Linked DNA regions of Mus musculus: region 2 is linked to region 1. Evidence: chromatin contacts called from public Hi-C data. All regions are on one chromosome and are shown on one strand. Each heading gives the region's core, a stretch centred on a gene start, on an enhancer-like site or on the middle of the called end of the contact. The rest is flanking DNA. Distances are from core to core; before and after follow the strand shown.

The links. A called contact is a pair of places that touch in the nucleus more often than the background predicts.
Region 2: a Hi-C map of granulosa cells shows a contact between it and region 1, with 3 times the contacts expected there. The contact joins two enhancer-like sites. A contact is called at or near these places in 2 of 15 datasets of contacts at CTCF or cohesin (the NIH/3T3 cell line and stem cell-derived epiblast-like cells), 23 of 484 Hi-C or Micro-C datasets (the G1E-ER4 cell line, the HL-1 cell line, the N1E-115 cell line and 15 more), 5 of 115 datasets of contacts at active chromatin or transcription factors (astrocytes and embryonic stem cells) and 1 of 9 other capture datasets (embryonic stem cells).

Annotation. Positions count from the first base shown.
Region 1 is chrX:135,759,187-135,762,409 of GRCm38.p6, reverse strand. The region is part of intron 4 of Gprasp1 (G protein-coupled receptor associated sorting protein 1); the gene reads right to left. Among named protein-coding and RNA genes, the nearest start is that of Mir7646, 14 kb to the right of the region's middle. Within about 2 kb of position 1,944, at least 1 of the 459 cell types and tissues checked has an H3K27ac peak or open chromatin away from gene starts, as enhancers often do. A contact at or near this core is called in granulosa cells, where this site is marked.
Region 2 is chrX:135,958,263-135,961,025 of GRCm38.p6, reverse strand. All of the region lies in intron 3 of Gm31214 (a long non-coding RNA gene), which reads right to left. Among named protein-coding and RNA genes, the nearest start is that of Gm31214, 25 kb to the right of the region's middle. Within about 2 kb of position 1,250, at least 15 of the 459 cell types and tissues checked have an H3K27ac peak or open chromatin away from gene starts, as enhancers often do. A contact at or near this core is called in granulosa cells, where this site is marked.

The DNA.
Region 1 (3,223 bases), core at 695-3,194:
GTAAGAGTCAGAGAATATGGAGAACACCGGGAGAGCATGATCCACTGAATCAATAAGCAGGGTTCACACAGACTGACAAGGAAGGCACAGGGCCTGCGTGGGTCTGCATCAGGTCCTTGCATATATATTATGGCTGGTAGCTAGATGTTTTTGTGAGAATCCTAATGGTGAGACAGGGTGTCTCTCTGATTCTATTTCCTCCCATTTGGTTGCTTTATTTAGTCTTGAAATGGGGGCTTTCACCTTGTCTTATTGTATCTTATTTCGTCCTCTTTGGCTGTTGTCTCATGAAGGCCTGCTCTTTTCTGAAAAGAAATGAAGGAGATCTGGAGAAGAGAGGAGGGAAGGGAAGCTGAGGGGGGTGGAAGGAGGGGAAACTGTGGTTGGCATGTATTGTATGAGAGAAGAATCTATTTTCAATTTAAAAAAATAGGCTTTAAAAAGAAATTGACAAAAAATAAATTTCTGCAGCCTATGTAGTCTTGGATGTAGGCCATCCACCAGAGGGCAGTCATGTATCAGGGACCAGAAAACTCTTCCTCTCCCAGCAGCTAGCAATTACCAACAACTCTTCAGCTAGTGATGGGACTTCATGCCCACATCCCCTTTCCATGCTGGGATTTTTGTCTGTCTTGATCTTGTACATATGAACTCACAGCCATCATGTAGCTTGCATAAGACCTGTGCAAGATAAATGTTTTTAAAAAACAGATCATTAAATTTTCATAAAATTGATTCAAAATAATAAAGACATTCTTGAAATAACAGAACAAAATTGGAGCATGTTCCTTTACTGATTTCAAAATATAGTGCATGCCTATATTTACAACAATCAGGAGGTAGATGCAGCTGGGTCAGTAATTCTAAGGGGCCTCAGATACACAGCAAGTTTGAGGCTCACCTGGGTACCATAAGACTCCTGTCTCAAAAAGACAAACAAAACAAAGAAACAAAAAACACATAAAAACTTACTATAAATCTATGGTAACTAAACACTCAATATTGACATTAAGGCTAGACAGAGACAAATGGGGAAAAAAAATCAGAATCCAGAAACAAACATATCTATCCACTGCCAGTTGGTTTAGTCAGGGTTTCAAGTCTACTGAAGGAAGAAAGAAGAGTCTGTTCAACATATTGTGGTAGAATACGCAGATCTCCAAGTATAAAAGAATGAAGTCATATACCTCCTTCAACACACCATATAAAAACTAGTTCAACAACTAGATCAACAATTAAAATATAGGTTATCAAACTATGCAGCTCTTAAAAGAAAACACAGTTGTAAACCCTTGTGACTTAGATTTGGTAATAAATTCATAGACATGATGCCCAATTATACAGTGATTGATTTTAAAAAATAGAGGAATTTGACTCATTAACATGGAAACCTTCAGGGGCCTGTGAAATAGCTCAGTGAATAAGGGTGTCTGCCGCAAAGCCTGAATAACCTGACTTTGATCCTTAGGACAGACACAGTGAAGGGAGAGAAGCGACCAACGGGTCCTCTGACCTCCAAGTGTGAGTGTACTATGGTGTGCAGAGCTTATATCTCGGGTATATAAAGAACTCCTACAATGTAGCAACAACAAAGGCAACAATCCACTTTTTAAATGGACAGAGAAGCTAAATCAGGGATAGTATAGTTCATGCCTGTGATCTTCACAGTTGGGAAGTGAGTGAGGCAGGAGAACCAGAAGTTCAAGGTCACCCCCAGCTTCATAGTGAATTCAAAGCCATCCCTGGCTGTGAGATCCTCTTTCAAAAAAGAAATAAACGAAATGACCTTCATTACAAAGAACATATGAAAATACTCAATATGCACACAAAGGTGTTTAACACCATTAAGTCTAGAGAAGTGGCATGAGGTGACAGCTCCTAGCTTACTATCTGCAAGGTGACTGAAGGATAGCTGAGAATCCCAGCATAATGGGACAAAGAGTCCACATACTTTCTCAGCAGAGAATCCTGGTGTTTTGCCAAGTAAGCTGCAGAGCCTTCATGAAGGAAGAGGCCTTCACGATCCTTTTTTCATGAGAAAGTAACTTTGTTTATAGTTTAACTAGACATCACACTGCAGACAGATTTCTCAGTCTGTAAGGAGGTTTGGGTCACCTTGAACCAAGATAAGCTATTGCTAGGTAAACAACACCTGGTGGGAATGAGAAACTATGGGAAATCCTTCTTTTGCTTTCTGTATAGAAGATGCTGAAACTTTGAATAAAGTGTGCATTGGTGTGCTATCACTGTGCATCCCCTGTGTCCTAGTTAATGCGACCCTCACTTGGGACCCCTCAACGCACTAGACAGTGACAATTAAGACTCAGGAAGTTCAAATTAGAACCACAGTGAGATTCTACTACATACTAAGGGGGTGGTCATCAAAAAATTAATGGATGAAAGCTAAACAAAATGGCTATTAAGATCCTCCATAATTAGTGATCTAATTATGACCTCCCGCTAGCCAGCCAGATAGGACAGCTATTCACAAACAAACCTCTCTCACAAGAGCTAAGGAAGCCAACTGAGGGACCACAGTGGTACTCCTGGCTCCCAATATTCATCTTCCAACACTGGATAGCTGAATAAGAAGCAAGACTCTATCTTCTACAGACAATGTAAGTACACATATTTGCCTTGGAGTCCAATGCTGAGCCCACAACAGTGGGACCATGCACTAGGCAGATGTCAAAGACCACCCTCTCCAGGTATGCACTCACACACATGGAGCCTCTAGGCATATGGGCATCAAGTAGAACAGACTTGGACTTCATCTTGCATTAAAGACAACCAAAGCAGGGGCCTGGAGTGCATGCGTAAAACTGTGCAGCTCTTGCAGCTGTGATACTTGAGTGCATCTCAGCTTAGCATCAGCCTAGGCAACCAAGAGACTACTTCCACCACTCTTCCTCTAACCCTGGGTGACAGCAATGGGAACTATTCCTCCCTGTAGCAGGTAGAGCAGGAAAGTAAGCTAAATAGTTTGCCCTGTAATTCAGTACTAGGTTAGGGAAACCTAATGGGACAAATCCTCAGAACCTGTATTCATAAGCCAGAGGTCCTACACCCACTCTGGTGTTAGAAAGAGACTTGAGACCCACCAACTATTTCCACTCTGACAAACATAACCTGTGGCTGATTACAGTAAGCAGTAAGCAGCCCATATAGTACTATAGGTCTGAGTTCTACTCCTATGCTGTGCAGAACTCAGTGGCTTGCGGGC
Region 2 (2,763 bases), core at 1-2,500, 200 kb before region 1:
TACATCATAGATCTTAACATAAAACTCAAAATGCGACTTAAGAGACTGGCTCATTGGGTTAGAGCCATTTTCAACATTAGTATAAAATAAAGTCAGCGTTGCTATACACAGAGCAGTTATTCCAGCGCTATGGACAAAGACAGAGGGCTCCCCGGTACTTGCTGCCTACTGAGAGCCTGGTTATAGGCGGAGTGAGAGAGAGAGAGACTGAGGCAAAGAGCAAAGCTTCTCTGGCCTCCATTCAATCAGGGTACATCAATGTACACACTGGCATACACACACATGCAAGTGTACTACACAACACCTCTCTCTCTCTCTCTCTCTCTCTCTCTCTCTCACACACACACACACACACACACACACATTTTAATACCTTTTTTTTTGTTTTTAAAAAAACCTCAATGCTATAAAAAATGTAACGGAAAATCAAGGAACAAATCCTATAAATCTTGGGCTATGTAAAGATTTCACAAATAAGACAGCAAAACAACAGTCTATGTGTAAGCAAACTAAGAATTTCCTCAAAAGCGAACACTTTAACTCTTTGATTTAGACAGCTGAACGAGTTGAAAGGCATAGTTGCAACTAGGATAAAATGTTTGAACTTCATCCAGTTGTTAGAGGATTTGTAGAGTATAGAATATTGGACCAAACTCAATAAAAATAAATGCACTTTCCCTAAGTAAATTATGAGCAATATTTAAAAATAAACTCTGCAAGAGATACAGATATATGAAATAGCCTCATGAAAAAAAATGTACACTATTAATCACTAAAGAAATGTTAAAAAAGACAACCTGCGATGATATATTATTACATTCTAGGATTACATCCAAAACTCTAAAAGGCTGAATGTAAATGAGCACTGGCAAGTTTATTGAGGATGAAATTCTCCTACACAGTTGACAGCAATAAAAAATGTGCAATCATTTTGTAAGCAGTTTGACAATGTTTTTTTTTCCCCAATGTCAATCTTAGAAGTTTCCCGTGACGATCCAGCCCTTGAACTCTTGAAATATACGTCTAGACTATTAGCTATCCCTAGTCCTGCTTGTGGGAGCCTGGGGTCGCCTTTGACAATACACAGTGCAGAGTCACGTAGATTATTAGCCACCTCCAGTCCTGCTACTGGTAGCTTGGGAGAGCTAGGTATGGTTTGGCCCTACAGATAGTGGCAGAGTCCTGTAGGAGCAACTTCCATTCCCAGCCTTCTGGGTAGAAAACAGGCCATAAGTGGCTTCCGTTGAAGAGACCAGCCTGCATGTTTAACATTACTGGCGTTCCTATCTTATCTGTGAGTACAAGGACCTTTGTGCTCCCAACACAGTTTGACTTTGAACGGAATTTCATAAACAAGAAAAAAAAGAGAAGACATTTTTGACATTTTTGCTAACACCATACTATCATGACTTTTGAATACATTTATTTATAAAACATTGTATAAAAAGTGGATACTGAAGAATGTCCACAAAATCTTCAAATGGCCAAGAAGGCCTTCTCATCAACTGTGTATTTCAACTTTTTTTTTTTTTTTGATTTTTTGAGACAGAGTTTCTCTGTGTAGCTCTGGCTGTCCTGGAACTCACTTTGTAGACCAGGCTGGCCTCGAACTCAGAAATCCTCCTGCCTCTGCCTCCCGAGTGCTGGGATTAAAGGCATGCGCCACCACGCCCGGCTAACTTTTATTTTTAATCCTACCTGTCATGAGTAAATGATAGTGACAGGCAGGCTTGAGTGACAGGAGCAAGTGACACCATCTAGTGTTACAGTTTTCATACAGGCTTCCCGCTTCTTATCTCTTAGCTTTATTAGGATAATCAATCTTATGTTGGCCGAGGGAAGTGGAGCAGAGTTCAGTTCTGTAAGTGATATCAATACCACTCTTCTATGGACCCTAGGAAATTGGGATTTCTCAGACCTGACCAGCAGTTGGCTTCACAGATTCATGTGTATTGCCTACAAGGCCGACGTTCCTAGCCCTTGACAGAAAGCAGTGTTACAGCTCAACAGCCCGAGGTGTCTGACAGCACTGGCCCTAAAGGCGTGGCATATCTATCAAATTATTCTAATAATCAGGGTCTGCAATTGCTGTTGATGGGTTTTTCCAGTCTTTGGCTTTCTGTCCTGTCTACTTCTGCCAACTCCCATATTCCTGCCATGGCTGCTCTCTTGATCTGTTTAGTTGCCTTTTTTTTTTTCAGCTGTCAAGTAGACAGCTGCCTTTTCATTTCAACAGCTTGGCTTGCCTACCACTCAGCTGTTGCTGAAGCTAACACTGCAGCTCAACTGTCACTGCCCTTCTTCAGTCTCTAATGCTTCTTAGTTTTCCTTAAGGGAATACATAAGACAGTGTATTCTCCAGCCACTCTGTGTGACCATGAACTGGGAACACGGTTTTAGGTTACTCTGAATTGCATGTTCCAACGTGAAAGGAGTTTCCCTTAATTAGTCCAGTGATACTAGTGATGCTAGAGGTACAGAAAAGACTACTTGAGAGAGGTCATTTATTAGATACCATATTTCAACAAACAGAAAGGCATGCCAGGACAAATATATCTCCCACCCGACTCACCAAGCCTGAACATGTCTTTCCAACCAGCTCCTTACATGACACAGAAAAAGATGTTAGAGAAAGGTATTCAAGACAATCACAGAACATCTAGATGCACAAGAAGATATGTGCCTGTACCAGTCATATGACATCTTGCATACAAATGGGACTTTGTATTAGTGCCAATCACAGCCTTATCTCTTTATTATCAG